Regions from separate parts of the Oryctolagus cuniculus genome. Here region 1 is linked to region 2. Evidence: chromatin contacts called from public Micro-C data. All regions are on one chromosome and are shown on one strand. Each heading gives the region's core, a stretch centred on a gene start, on an enhancer-like site or on the middle of the called end of the contact. The rest is flanking DNA. Distances are from core to core; before and after follow the strand shown.

The links. Hi-C and Micro-C count contacts between places; a contact is called where the count stands out from the background.
Region 1: a Micro-C map of ear pinna shows a contact between it and region 2, with 3 times the contacts expected there. The contact joins the promoter of HECA here to the promoter of CITED2 in region 2. A contact is called at or near these places in 2 of 6 Hi-C or Micro-C datasets (ear pinna and embryonic fibroblasts).

Annotation. Positions count from the first base shown.
Region 1 is chr5:29,695,701-29,701,580 of mOryCun1.1, reverse strand. It overlaps HECA (hdc homolog, cell cycle regulator), which reads left to right and starts at 2,422. Exons shown (of 4, transcript XM_070073498.1): 1 at 2,422-2,932. The coding sequence starts at 2,665.
Region 2 is chr5:29,482,142-29,488,175 of mOryCun1.1, reverse strand. CITED2 (Cbp/p300 interacting transactivator with Glu/Asp rich carboxy-terminal domain 2) reads right to left here and starts at 3,731. Exons shown (of 2, transcript XM_017345399.3): 1 at 3,298-3,731; 2 at 1,077-2,863. The coding sequence starts at 2,855. The coding sequence ends at 2,028.

The sequences.
Region 1 (5,880 bases), core at 1,173-3,672, 210 kb before region 2:
TTATGTAGAGGTGGGAGGCAGCTGGTGTGAATGTCTGTCTGCAGGGTACATGCACATGTACTCTGTTCAATATGGCATGACAGCTACGTGCTTACTCAAGAAAATAATTACCTCCATCGTCTTGTACTTCAGCCCAAAACATCATCTTCACCGCTTTAAAAAAACGAAAGAAGAAAAAAAGAAAAACCATAGCTAATGTCACCGAAATATTTTGAGGTCTCTCAACCACCTCCAGTGAGGTGTATCAGTAATGAAATTCAACATGAATTCATTATCTTCCTCCATAACTTCGGTTCTCACTCAAGCTGCAGTCTTCATTGAATCATATCATTGCCTCCAGTTCTCAGAACTTTCTTACATTCTCCTCCATCTCTCCTGTATACATGGTCACCATATCCTGATACATCTACCTCCAAAGAACTATCTACTGATTCATTTATTCATGTATGTATCATGCATTTATTAAGCACATACTGTGTACCAGGCACTGTGCTAGGCATTGTATCACACATACAATGACATAGACAGTTTCTGCTATTCCTGATCTTACAGTCTGGTGGGAGCCCAGACAAGAGACAGTAAAAGGCTTTTTCAACACTATGGGCAAACTGTGGAGGTGAGGAGCGTATGGGGAGTCCATCAGAACAAGTCTAACTTTGGGGTCAGAGAGACTTCCTCTTGCTAGAGAATTGATGATTTAGTTGAGACATTTAGCTTCTGGAAAATGTAGCCAGAAGAGTGCTTAAGGTATCCTCTGTTCAGCAACATTGTATTGAAGGGGCACTGTGGCTTAGGGGATACTGAGGTGGGGAAGAAAGAGATGTGAACAAACGTGTACAGAATATCTATGACTAGGGCTCTCTTTTCTCTAAGATGAAGATATTTCAAAAAGTTGTGGAAAATGGAGTTCAAGAGAGGTACTTTTGGTGTAAAAATCTTTTTTTTTAATTTATTTATTTACTTGAAAAGCCGAATTACAGAGAGGGAGAGACAGAGAAATCTTCCACCTGCTAATTCACTCCCTAAATGCCTGCAAGGAAGCCAGGAGTGCTGCTTTCCCAGGCACATTAGCAGGGACCTGCATCAGAAGTGGAGCAGCTGGGACCTTAACCTCGCCCATATGGGAGGCCAGCACCGCAGACAGTGGCTCTACCGGCTAAGCCACAGCACCGCCCTGGTATAAAAATCTTGAAATCCATACATAGCTTTTTTCCTCATACACATTTCCATGAACTTTTTCAAGACGCCTGCTATATATTACACTGGGGAATTAAAAGTTTCCTCATTTTTCTTCTAAAACGGCTCTTGAATGCTTCTCTGTGCTACTCTGGGCTCTGCTATGGCTGGCCACAGCTCGCCATCAGAATCCTCCCCAGCAGGTGCGCTCGGGCAGGGGACTCCACCCTGTACTGCTTTGTCTCACAGCTTTAGGGCACAGCCACAGAGCCTTGACTGGAGAACTGGGCTAATTAAAGCAGATTATACGATGGGGGGATGGGGGTGGGGGGAGGTATGGTAACACTGTCAGCTAAAAATAGTCTTTCCATCCTAGTTCATGGGAAAATGATATATCCAAGACGTACACGTAACTCCCCTGAGGGGCCCACGCCAGGTAACAGCTCTCATCTGTGGAAGTTTCTCTCGAGTGCGAGACAGACCAGACAGAAGCAATCACACACACACACAGCGGATGTAGAGATGGGGAGGAAATAACCAGCCTTCACCGCTCTTTCCGAAGGGTGTGTCTGTGCTAACCCGTAGGAAGTGCTCTAGGTATCTGAAGGTCGGGCAGGTGAAAGGGAAAATCCAAGAACTGCAGACTCTCCAGTGGTTCCCCGCTCTCAGCTCGCCGCTTCCTTCACTGGCGGCATCTCCCATCTTCTCCAACTCAGCACGGGATGCCTCAGTGTTACCCACATGGACTGGGGTTCTCCTAGGAAGGGCCTGCTTCGCCGGCGCAGGCAGCAAGGAGTCACAGCCCTGAACAGTGGGCCCTGTGGGGCATGGACCCATCCTCTTCAGACCCAGCCGGCTTCCATGTCGGGACCCTGCTGTTGACGCCCACTGTGTGCGAGCCCTTGAATGCATTACAATCCGAAATCCTTTGGTTTGCGGAGCCTGATCCAGCCACCTGCCTCTGTGGCCAGGCCATATTGTTCTAAGTCTCCATTAATGTCAAGGTCAGGAAGCCACCGCCTAAGTTCAGAGCCACGGTATCGGCCCTTTGGGCAGCCTCAGGAACTGCCCTGCGAGAAGACTCCCGGACCCCGCAAGCCCCGGCGCTGAGGGCGCCAAGATGACGTCACTCGAGGTGGGCCGGCTCCGCGTGGGGCGTGACGTCAGGCGGGCGCCCGGGCCGCCGTGAGGTCACCTGGTGGGCGCGGCCAGGCCGAAGCCCCAGTGTCGTCACGGGCGGCGGGCGGGCCCAGAGCGTGTCAGCGCAGCCGAATCAAAACAAGCCGGAGACCCGCCTTTTCCCTCCGCCTCGGGAGCGTCTCGCTCGCGCCCCGAGCCCGCGGCGCCTGCGAGGCTCGGGTGGCCGCCCGGCGGCCGGGATGGCGCGGCGCGGGCCGCGCGGCTAGACGGGGCAGCCTGAGGAGCCGCCGGCCCCCGCGCGCCTCCGGGCGCTGACGCGGGGCACCTGGACGCTAGCTCGCTCGCGAGATGCCCAACCCCAAAAACAGCAAAGGCGGCCGCAAAAACAAACGCGCCAACAGCAGCGGGGACGAGCAGGAAAATGGAGCCGGGGCCCTCGCGGTCGCGGGTGCGGCGGGCGCGGCGGCCGGGGGGCCCCTGGCGGCGGCGGCGGGCTGCGGGGCGGCGGCGGGAGCGCCGGGCACCGGAGGCGCGGCGGGCACCGGAGGCGCGGGCGCTGGCGCCGCGAACGCTGCGGCCGCCGCGGGCGCTGCAGCCGCGGGCGACGCCAAGAACGGTAAGCCGGGGCGGGCGCCAAGTTCCTCGCCGACTTGGCCCCGCGCGGTGGCGGGCCCCGGGGTGGCGCGGGCGATGCGTGGACAATGCGAGAGTCAGGAAGTACGCACCCCGCCCCTCCGCCCCGCCGCGGTCCCCACGCCTGACTGCGAGCCCTGGTCGGCGGCCCCGGCCCGGGGTCCGTAGGCTCCGAGGGGCGTCCGGGTGCCCGGCTGTGGGCAGCGCGGGCAGAGCCCTGGCCGGGGAAGGAAGGAAGGAAGGAAAGAGCTGCCCGAGTTGAGAAGAATGATCCTATTGAAAACTTGGGCTCCCGTGCATTCTCCCTGGCGCCCACCCCCACCCCTCCGCCTAATTCCCGGCAAATCCAGGCTCGCCGTCCTGAGGGCCACAGGTGGACAGGCCGGGAGCCATTTCTGCTGTAGGGCGTTCGTCTCTGTGACTTGTGTGGGGGGTGAGGGGATTGCTCTTGCTCGAGGAAGCCAGGGAATCTGAACTTGACTTCCGTCCCCAGCTTGGAGGTGAACACGATCGTTCCGTATAGAATACGGCTTGGCGTTTTTCGAAGGAAACCGAGTAATCGTAGGGAGTGCCGGAATCCGCCTTTCAGGGGAACACGTTGGGAATAGCCGACGTGGGGAGGGTTTGTGGTCGCAGTGCGGAGACTTGGTTTTCGTTGTGGGGTGCTGGGCGAACACTTCCACTGAGGCGGGCAGGTCTTTGAATTCCTCTGGTCGGGCACTTTTTCAGGAAAGAGAATGTAGGTATATTTTAATGACGGGAGATGAGGACCTTTATATCTGGATGTTAACGCACAGCTTTCAGCTTCTGGAGCCATTTTTTAATGTAGATCAGTCACTTTGAACGGGCACCTGCACTGGACAAGAACCCCACCGTGCTCAGAACACAGAGATTACATGGGGCTTATTAGTAGCAGAGCCCCAGGCCCCTTTGGTTGTATCTCTACGGTACTGAAATAGGAAGATTATTTGTGTTCAGGAGCAAACTTAGCCGCTTTGTGAATATCTGCTGAAACAGCTTTGGGACAGCCCGTGTTCTCTGCGATCTTTCTGCCCCCCCCCCCCCCCCCCCATAGCTGTAACCCTCACTTTGGTACAGATGTGACAGAGAGGAAGGTGCCCACACTCTGGTTAAGGCAGACTCCTGGCTCAACCTTTAAAGCTTTGGGAAGGTCAATCTTTGTGAGCCTTAATTTCCACATCTGTAAAACTGACAGGGAAAATGACACCGGCCGCTCCTAGGGCCGTGGAGGCGTGCCCAGTGCTCCTTGCCTGTCAGGTGCTCAGTGTGGGCTCTGGTAAGGTGACGACAGTTCAGTGAAGTTCCTCAAGAGCAGGTGATCAGTGAATGACAGCCGTTATTTAGTCACTCAAAAAACAGTAACCACTGCTAACACCATCATAACAGGTACTGAGTTACTAAGGGAAAGGAGTCAAGTCCAGCCTTTCCGGCCCTCATGGTGCTTACACTCCTGTTGGGGTGGTGGTTCTGGTTTACTTTGCTATTTTTTGCTTTAGATGGAAGCTTCCAGTTGGTTGTTTTCTTTTTTCTTCTTTATTTTCTGACCCACAAGAGGAGACCACTTTAAAGGAGCGTGAGGAAGTTTTTTCTTTGGCAGGTGGCACTTCCTAGTTCATGAACATTGTATGGTTCCCCTGTTGTTACTCTCCTCTGAGGGGGCAGACTCGGAAAATGTCCCAGTATTGTATAGATTTGTGTAAAGCTATGTGTTTCTGTATTGGAACGTGTTTTATTCAGTGAGTGGCAGGGGGAGAGAAATGGGCCGAACATTGCTGTCATCAGGGTCACAGAAAGTGCAGACGTGAGAATGTTGGTGGGCTGAATTTTATGATGCTGACTCTTGCTTCTCAAGTCTCGGTGAATGATTCACCTTAGTTTGAAAGCTCCTCATGGCAGCTCTGCAGTTGATCACTCAGCATGCCTCTGGCATGCACATCAGTGAATATGGAAATCATAAATGCTCTGTTACTGTTTTTTGGCTATTTAAAGCCATGCTTTATAACATAGGAGTGTGAGAAGGATGGCACTGGTGAATTTTTAAAGAAAGAGGCAGCAGGGGCCGGCACTGTGGCGTGCCGGGTTAGAGCCCTGGCCTGGAGCACCGGCATCCCATGTGGGCGCCAGTACTAGTCGCAGCTGTTCCTCTTCTGATCCAGCTCTCTGCTATGGCCTGGGAAAGCAGTAGAAGATGGCCCAAGCTGTTGGGCCCCTGCACCTGGAGGAAGCTCCTGGCTCCTGGCTTCAGATCAGCGCAGCTCCGGCCATTGCAGCCAGCTGGGGAGTGAACCAGCAGATGGAAGACCTCTCTGTGTGTATCTATCTCTCTCTGTAACTCTGTCTTTCAAATAAATAAAATAAATCTTTAAAAAAAAAAAAAAAGAGGCAGCAGACACATATAAGCTCTCAGAACCAAAGACCCAACTATTTTTGAATTTTAAAATGGCATCAATTCAACTATTTTTAGTATTTCTCAATTTTTTACTTAACAGTGGCAGTAGGTTTAGCAATTATGAATAGTACAAATATAATAGTTCCTCTTAGGAAGGAGTCAATATGCATTCTGTTAAACTTTTAAAATGGTTTGTTCTCATTGTTCAAGTCAGTTTCTGTCAGCATCTGCACACATACAAACTTAATGATTTAACTAAGTTAATAGCTTTTATTTGTAGTTGTTTAGAGTTTGGAGAATGGTTTTATACCTTGTAGGTCTTGGGCCATGTGGCCATTAGGGCAAGGTAATATTAGCTCTTAGTTGTTCATTGTTTGTCGGTAGGTATAAAGAGCCATACATAACTTTATAAAAGAAGATTGCTAGCTTTGGAGACCTGCGGTATGATTACAGTTGAAGAAGTTGAACTTGCATTTGTAAGTCTTGGATTGGTTGAGTAGTAATTGGAAGGGTTTTGCACC
Region 2 (6,034 bases), core at 2,482-4,981:
AGATGGGAATCTGAGTCTAAATGAAAGGCTCTCTTAAAGCGTTATTTGTAGCTATGTCCTCACCCTACGCTTCTTTACCCCTTGAGTAGGTTAAATACAGAAGTCTGTATTTTTCTTGAATGTAGGTGTGTTGCTCTTACAAACCTGTCATGAAACATGAAAGGGAAAACAAACTAAAATTCCTTCTCTTTCCACCTGGGATAACTTGAGATTTTTAACAATATTACTTTTTCCTTAATTATATAAGGCAAAACCTGACACCCACTTAACGGTGGTTCTGCTCGCCTTGATGAACTCTTCTATATAAAATTAAAATGATCTTATCCTTATGTGCTTTGCACCCAGCCCATGCAACCCAAGAATCTCAGAATTCTGGAAAACAGGGCATGCCTTGCAGGGAACATCTTGTGAAGATTGTAATTTGACCTTTAAATCAACCTCAGCTTGGCTAAGCAAATTTTAAATATTATAGGAAAACAAAATAGACCGCCTCCAGGTGGAACTCCACCCCCTCTTTGCCTTAGAACTGAAAACCAGTCAGAAGCTATTTCAGAGATTAAGCTAGAAAATGTGTGCCTATCCTTAGCACTTTTGCTGAGAAATAAAATTCGTCACTGGAGATAAAGGTGGATTTATATTTAATGCCACCCCCATCCATCACTCAGTGTATTATTCCAGTTGAATCAGGTGTAACTAGAAACACTTGATTGCCCCTCCCCCTCCCACCCAGTGAAAGAGAGACTGTTTAGTATTGCAAACCTTTCCAACTCTGGAGTACACTTGGATGTGATGGCAATTAAGGGGGAAAAAAGCACTTTGACAACTTTGCAGCTTTTGATTAAACCACACCAAGAGGCATGTTTCAATGATAACAATGAAGCATTATGCCAATTATGTTAAATCCTGCTCTCCGCTTAAGCTCATCATGACCTGTTTCAGTGTCCTGTAATTTATCCTTTGGAATGCTTACTCTCATCAATACAGTGTTCAACTTAAAGACAGGAAAGAAGGAAAAAAAAAAAAAGCCACCAAAGGGAACTACTCCCCCTCCCCCGAAATGACTTCTAGCAAACAAGTATTTCTTAACTTTTTATTGACATTGGCAAATTAAAATAGAATAAATTAACAAGTATTTTTTCAAAAAAATGTTTTGTACAAAAATACTGTCAAAATTTCCTAAAAAGCTTTCAACACAGTAGTATCTTTTCATGTACTGAATATAACTATTAGCACAGTGTCAAAAATGTTGAAGACAGAAACAAAATAAAAATCTGTGAAATGTTTGCCACTGACGACATTCCACACCCTATTATTTTCTGTACATACAGGGGAGAGGGGACAGCCAACTTGAAAGTGAACAGTATGACTTTTCCTGATCCAGAACGGTTTGGCCCACATCTGTTTAATCTTCCAGTTTAGCATATTTTAAAAATTAGTCTGTACTCAAATGCATAGTTAAAAAAATGAAGCGAGATGGCAGAGTTTGTGCAGTAACATCTGCCCTTCAAAGTTCATGCAACCAACTAATGCAATTTTTCCTTTCACTCGAAATCTGAATGCATTTCAGTCATTTGAAACCATCTACAAAATCCACAAGATTAAGCAGTTTGCCAAGATTAATATCTAAACAGTTGAGCACTGGAGAAAGTGAAGAAATAAGGAGTAAAAACAAACAACGAAAAAGACCAAGTTAGCTAGGGATTTCAACTACATAAGGGAGGCTGAATGTCAAGGCTACAAAAACGAAACAAAAACAGAAAAAAAAAAGTGGCAGCAATTTTTTTTTTAAAAAACCAATTTGTACAAGTTTATAGTTTACTTTGTTTCCAGGTTCTCAAACCTTTCAAGATCTGAAAAGTGAGATACTGTGTCTAAGGGAATGGGGTTTTTTTTGTTTGTTTTTTTGTTTTGTTTTGCTTTTTTTTGTTTGTTTTCTTTTAATTCACACCGATAGTTGGGGGGTTGATTTCTTTCGCAGGGGTGTGTGTGGGGGTGGTGTCCCCCGCCCCCCCCCCCTCCCGCTCGAGTCAACAGCTTACTCTGCTGGGCTGCTGTTTGCACACGAAGTCCGTCATGAAATCAAACTCGTTCTGCCCCAGCCAGAGTTCGGGCAGCTCCTTGATGCGGTCCAAACCCATTTCTATCACTAAGGACATAAGCACTTCCTCGTCGATGAAATCAGTGTCTATGACATTGGGCGGCAGCATTGCCGCGGGGACGTGGGCCACGGAGGCGGGCATGTTGCTGCCGCCGCCGCCGCCGCCGCTGCTGCCGCCGCTGCCGCTGCCGCCCGCGCCGCCGCCCGAGGTGCCGCCCGAGCCGCCGGCGCTGCCGCTGCCGCCCGCGCCGCCCGCGCCCGCGCTGCCGCCGCTGTGCTTGGGGTTGCAATCTCGGAAGTGCTGGTTCGTCCCGTTCATCTGGTGGCCTGCAGCAGGGTGCAAGTCCGGCATGTAGTGGTTGTGCGGGTAGGGGTGATGGTTGAAATACTGGTTGTTGAGCTTCTGCAGCTGCATGCTGGCCGGCAGGGAGCCTCCCTGGCTGGCCACCGGGGGGCCCATGAACTGGGAGTTGTTAAACCTGGCCGCCGGGGCCAGCGCGCTCGGGGGGTGCCCTCCGTTCACAGTCCCTGGCCCCATGGCGTGCCTGATGCCGCTCGTGGCGTTCATGGTGCCCGCGCCGTAGTGTATGTGCTCGCCCATGAGGGCGTTGAAGGCGTGCTGGGGCTGCTGCTGCTGCTGGTGGTGATGGGGGCTCGGGAACTGCCCCATGCCCATGCGATGGGCAGGGTGGTGGTGCAGCCCGTTGGTGCCGTCGGGGAAGCGCCCGTGGTTCATGGCCATCATATGGTCTGCCATGTCCAGTCCTGAAAGGGAAAAGGGCCGGCGGGTGAGACCTGCGCCACACGTGTCGCCCACCACGGCGCGCCCCGCTTCGCCTGCGAGCCGCCGCCCCCGGGGCCCCCACGAGTAGCCGATCGGTGCACCCGGGCTCCGGCGCCCTCTGCGGACCTGCCACCCTCGGCAGAGCCCGGCGCTGCGCAAACGGCTCCTCCCGCTGCGGCCGGGCCGGGGGGCCCCCCGAGCCCCCACCGCCCTCTGCCCCCCGAAGTGGCCGAATAAAGGAAGTGCCCCGCAGCCCTGCCGCCAACTTCGGGCTCGAAAGCAGTCCTCGCCGTCCTGTTGTTGCACATCCTGTTGTTATTCCCCAGCTCCGCCTCGCGCTCTTCCTCCGGGCAAACCCTGCCCTCGGAGGCCGGCGCTGGCAGGAGCCCCAGCCCGCTCCGCCCGCCGCGCTCACCTTCCGTCTCTGCGATTTCTGCTCCGAACACCGAGGGCGGGATCGCGCGGTCCAGGACCGGCTCAGCAGCACATAGAGGGGAGCTCCCGGGCGTGCGGGGCGCTCGCTGCTCGCGGAGTGGGGCGCCGAGGTTCCGCCGCGGCCGCTGGGGCAGACTCGGAGCCGTTCCCTTTTATTTCCCCCTGCGCTGCCCTCACAGCTCGGCAGGACCGCCCGGCAGCTGCCAACAATGAGCTGTGTTTCTTCGGGCTTTGGCCACAGTTAATATAAGGGATTCAGGAAGGGCGGAGCGAGAGCCTCCGGGGGGCAGCGGGAAGACGCGGGCGCTGGATTCCCGGGCACCCTGGACCGGGTCCGGCCGCACGTGCGCAGAGGCTACCGGCCCAGGCGCCGCCCCGCCGGCCGGGGAGGGGAAAAAAAAAAAAAAAAAAAAGCCTCCCTAGCTCCCCGGCCCTAGTGGAGGCAGCGCCTCCTCGGAGAACACATCGCCCTTCTCGGGGCGGATCTGCCCATCCCCGGGCTTCCCACCCCGCTCACCGAAGCGACCCGGCCTATCCTGCACGGGAAGGGGGGCTCGCTCCGCGCCCCTGCTCTGCCCCCCGCCCTCCCCCAAGCGGCCCTTCTCCAAGGGTTCCCAAGAATGGCCGTGCTTCCCCGACTTGGCTTTTAAAGCCCCCGGCAGATAATGCCCTGTCCGAGCGCGCGCTTTCCCGGGCCGCGCCTTTCTGTTTTCAGAGAGGGCAGTTAGTTTTAATCTGCGTGTAGGTAAATCCCCCACCCCGACGACCCCCGCCTCCCCACCCCCCAACTCCTTTCAAGGGCGAGCGGCCCGCGGGCGGGGAGCCGCAGAGGCTGCAGGTGGAGCGAGCGCGCTCGCGGGCTTGGCAGTCCCAGCTCCCGCGCCGGGAGTCCGGGCCGCGCTTTGGAGCCTGCTCTCCGCTCCTGGGATACGTGTGCTTCTGCTAAGTTTGCGTTTGCAGCTCTTGGTAGCTTTGGCATCCGAGCTGAGGCGTCTCTGCTCTGTAAACAAACTCAGCGATCCTAGTCCCCAGATCCACCTTTTTGCACATACACAGTTCCTCGCTTCTGCTGTTGCCCTTGATCCGGGAGGTGGGGTGTTTGTGTGTGTGTGTGTGTGTGTGTGTGTGTGCAAACTCGCACAAGCTTCCCTCCGGGCTCTGCCTGACGGTTTAGGGTTGATTTAGGAGAAGACTGGTTTGTAATTAAGAAATTCGAGGGCCGAGTAAGACTGCTGTTGCTGGAAGAGGCAAACGAAGAGATACCACTACGGCCATGGCTTTGCACATCAAGTGGTTCTGGGGTGGACGCGTAGCGGCACGTCCCGTACGGCCCCCTGCGCGCGCACACCGCCGGCGCGCCTGCTTTCCCTCGGAATTGTGCAGTGGGGCAATAAGCGAGAATAACAACCCAGCTTCCAGAACGCGGCACCGCGCGCCCCATCGCCCACTGGGCTCGCTGACTTGCAAATAAAACCCCCGCGGCCGGTCGGGGCGCCTGCCCAGCCGCAGGCGCTCTCGCTTTCCCGACGGGGAGGACGAGCCGTCTCCCCGGCACCGGAGTGAGGCCGCTCCCAGCGCCGGTGCTGCTCTTTACGCTGTGAAATCGAGTTTAGCGCTCCGAATAAGGACTGGAGTACGAGTTGTTTCTCCACAAGTCAATAGCCATCGAAGACTTCCTGCTGCGAAAGCCAGCCCCCTCCCCCTCTCCTCGCCTCCCCTCCCTTCTCACTAGACTTTTTTAAGGCCCTATTTCTTGAGGTCTTGAAATTCGGAAACATTTCCCCGTTCAGGCATTTGTGAGACCCAGTCCTGATTATTTGCATCTATTAACTTCCTCTGTCTTTCTCTAGTCATTGAAAAAAAAAAGTTGTTACTTTCTGTCTTCCTCTTTTTCCTCTTCCAGGGTCCCCAGCGTTTATAACCGTGCATGCAAATATTTTTTAAAACTAAAAAAATATTTATTGTTTGGGGACAAGGACACAAGACTTGTTGTATCGCTAGTTGCAACACTCCTCATTTCGTTCCACCCTGCTCCCAACACCTTTACCTGTGGGTCATGAACATGCAGTAACAGAACCAGAGGCTTGGAACAGACCTAATGGTGCCACTTCCTATCACAAAATAGATTCCAAACTATTGGTCAAGCTCAGAAAAAAAAAATTGCTGGGCTGATTGTTTACTTCTCTTCCTTATACTGCAGTATCTTGCGACACAAGGAACAGCTTTTGAGTGTCTAATCTAAATTCCTCTTGCAAGCTTTAAGGAAAGGTACAGTCCATCCAGCTGCAGTGGTTTTACATGCTATTGAGAAATCCCTGGAAAGGTCATGCTCCCATCCCCCCACCCCTTAAAGGCGGAAAGAAAAAAAAAAAGTAGTTCTGGGATCAGCTGGTTGGAACATGGCATGCTTTGTTCATTGATTCTCCTCCACCCAATGAATCCTCCCCAAGCACTTTCTTGGTGCCTGGAGATACAAGATAGGAACTCATGGTCAAAAGGAGGAGACAAACAGGCCTTGGACACTGTGTGATAAACACCACAACAGCATTAAACACAAGGACTTTGGAGATCGCACAGGAGGGACACCTAACACCATCTCAGGGGTATTGGGAAAGCATCCCAATGCTTGGGAATGCATTGGGAAAGCCTGAGGGAGAATAGAAGTTTGACCAAACTGGGAGGTGCAGGTGCATGGGGAACTCATGGCCCAGGAATTA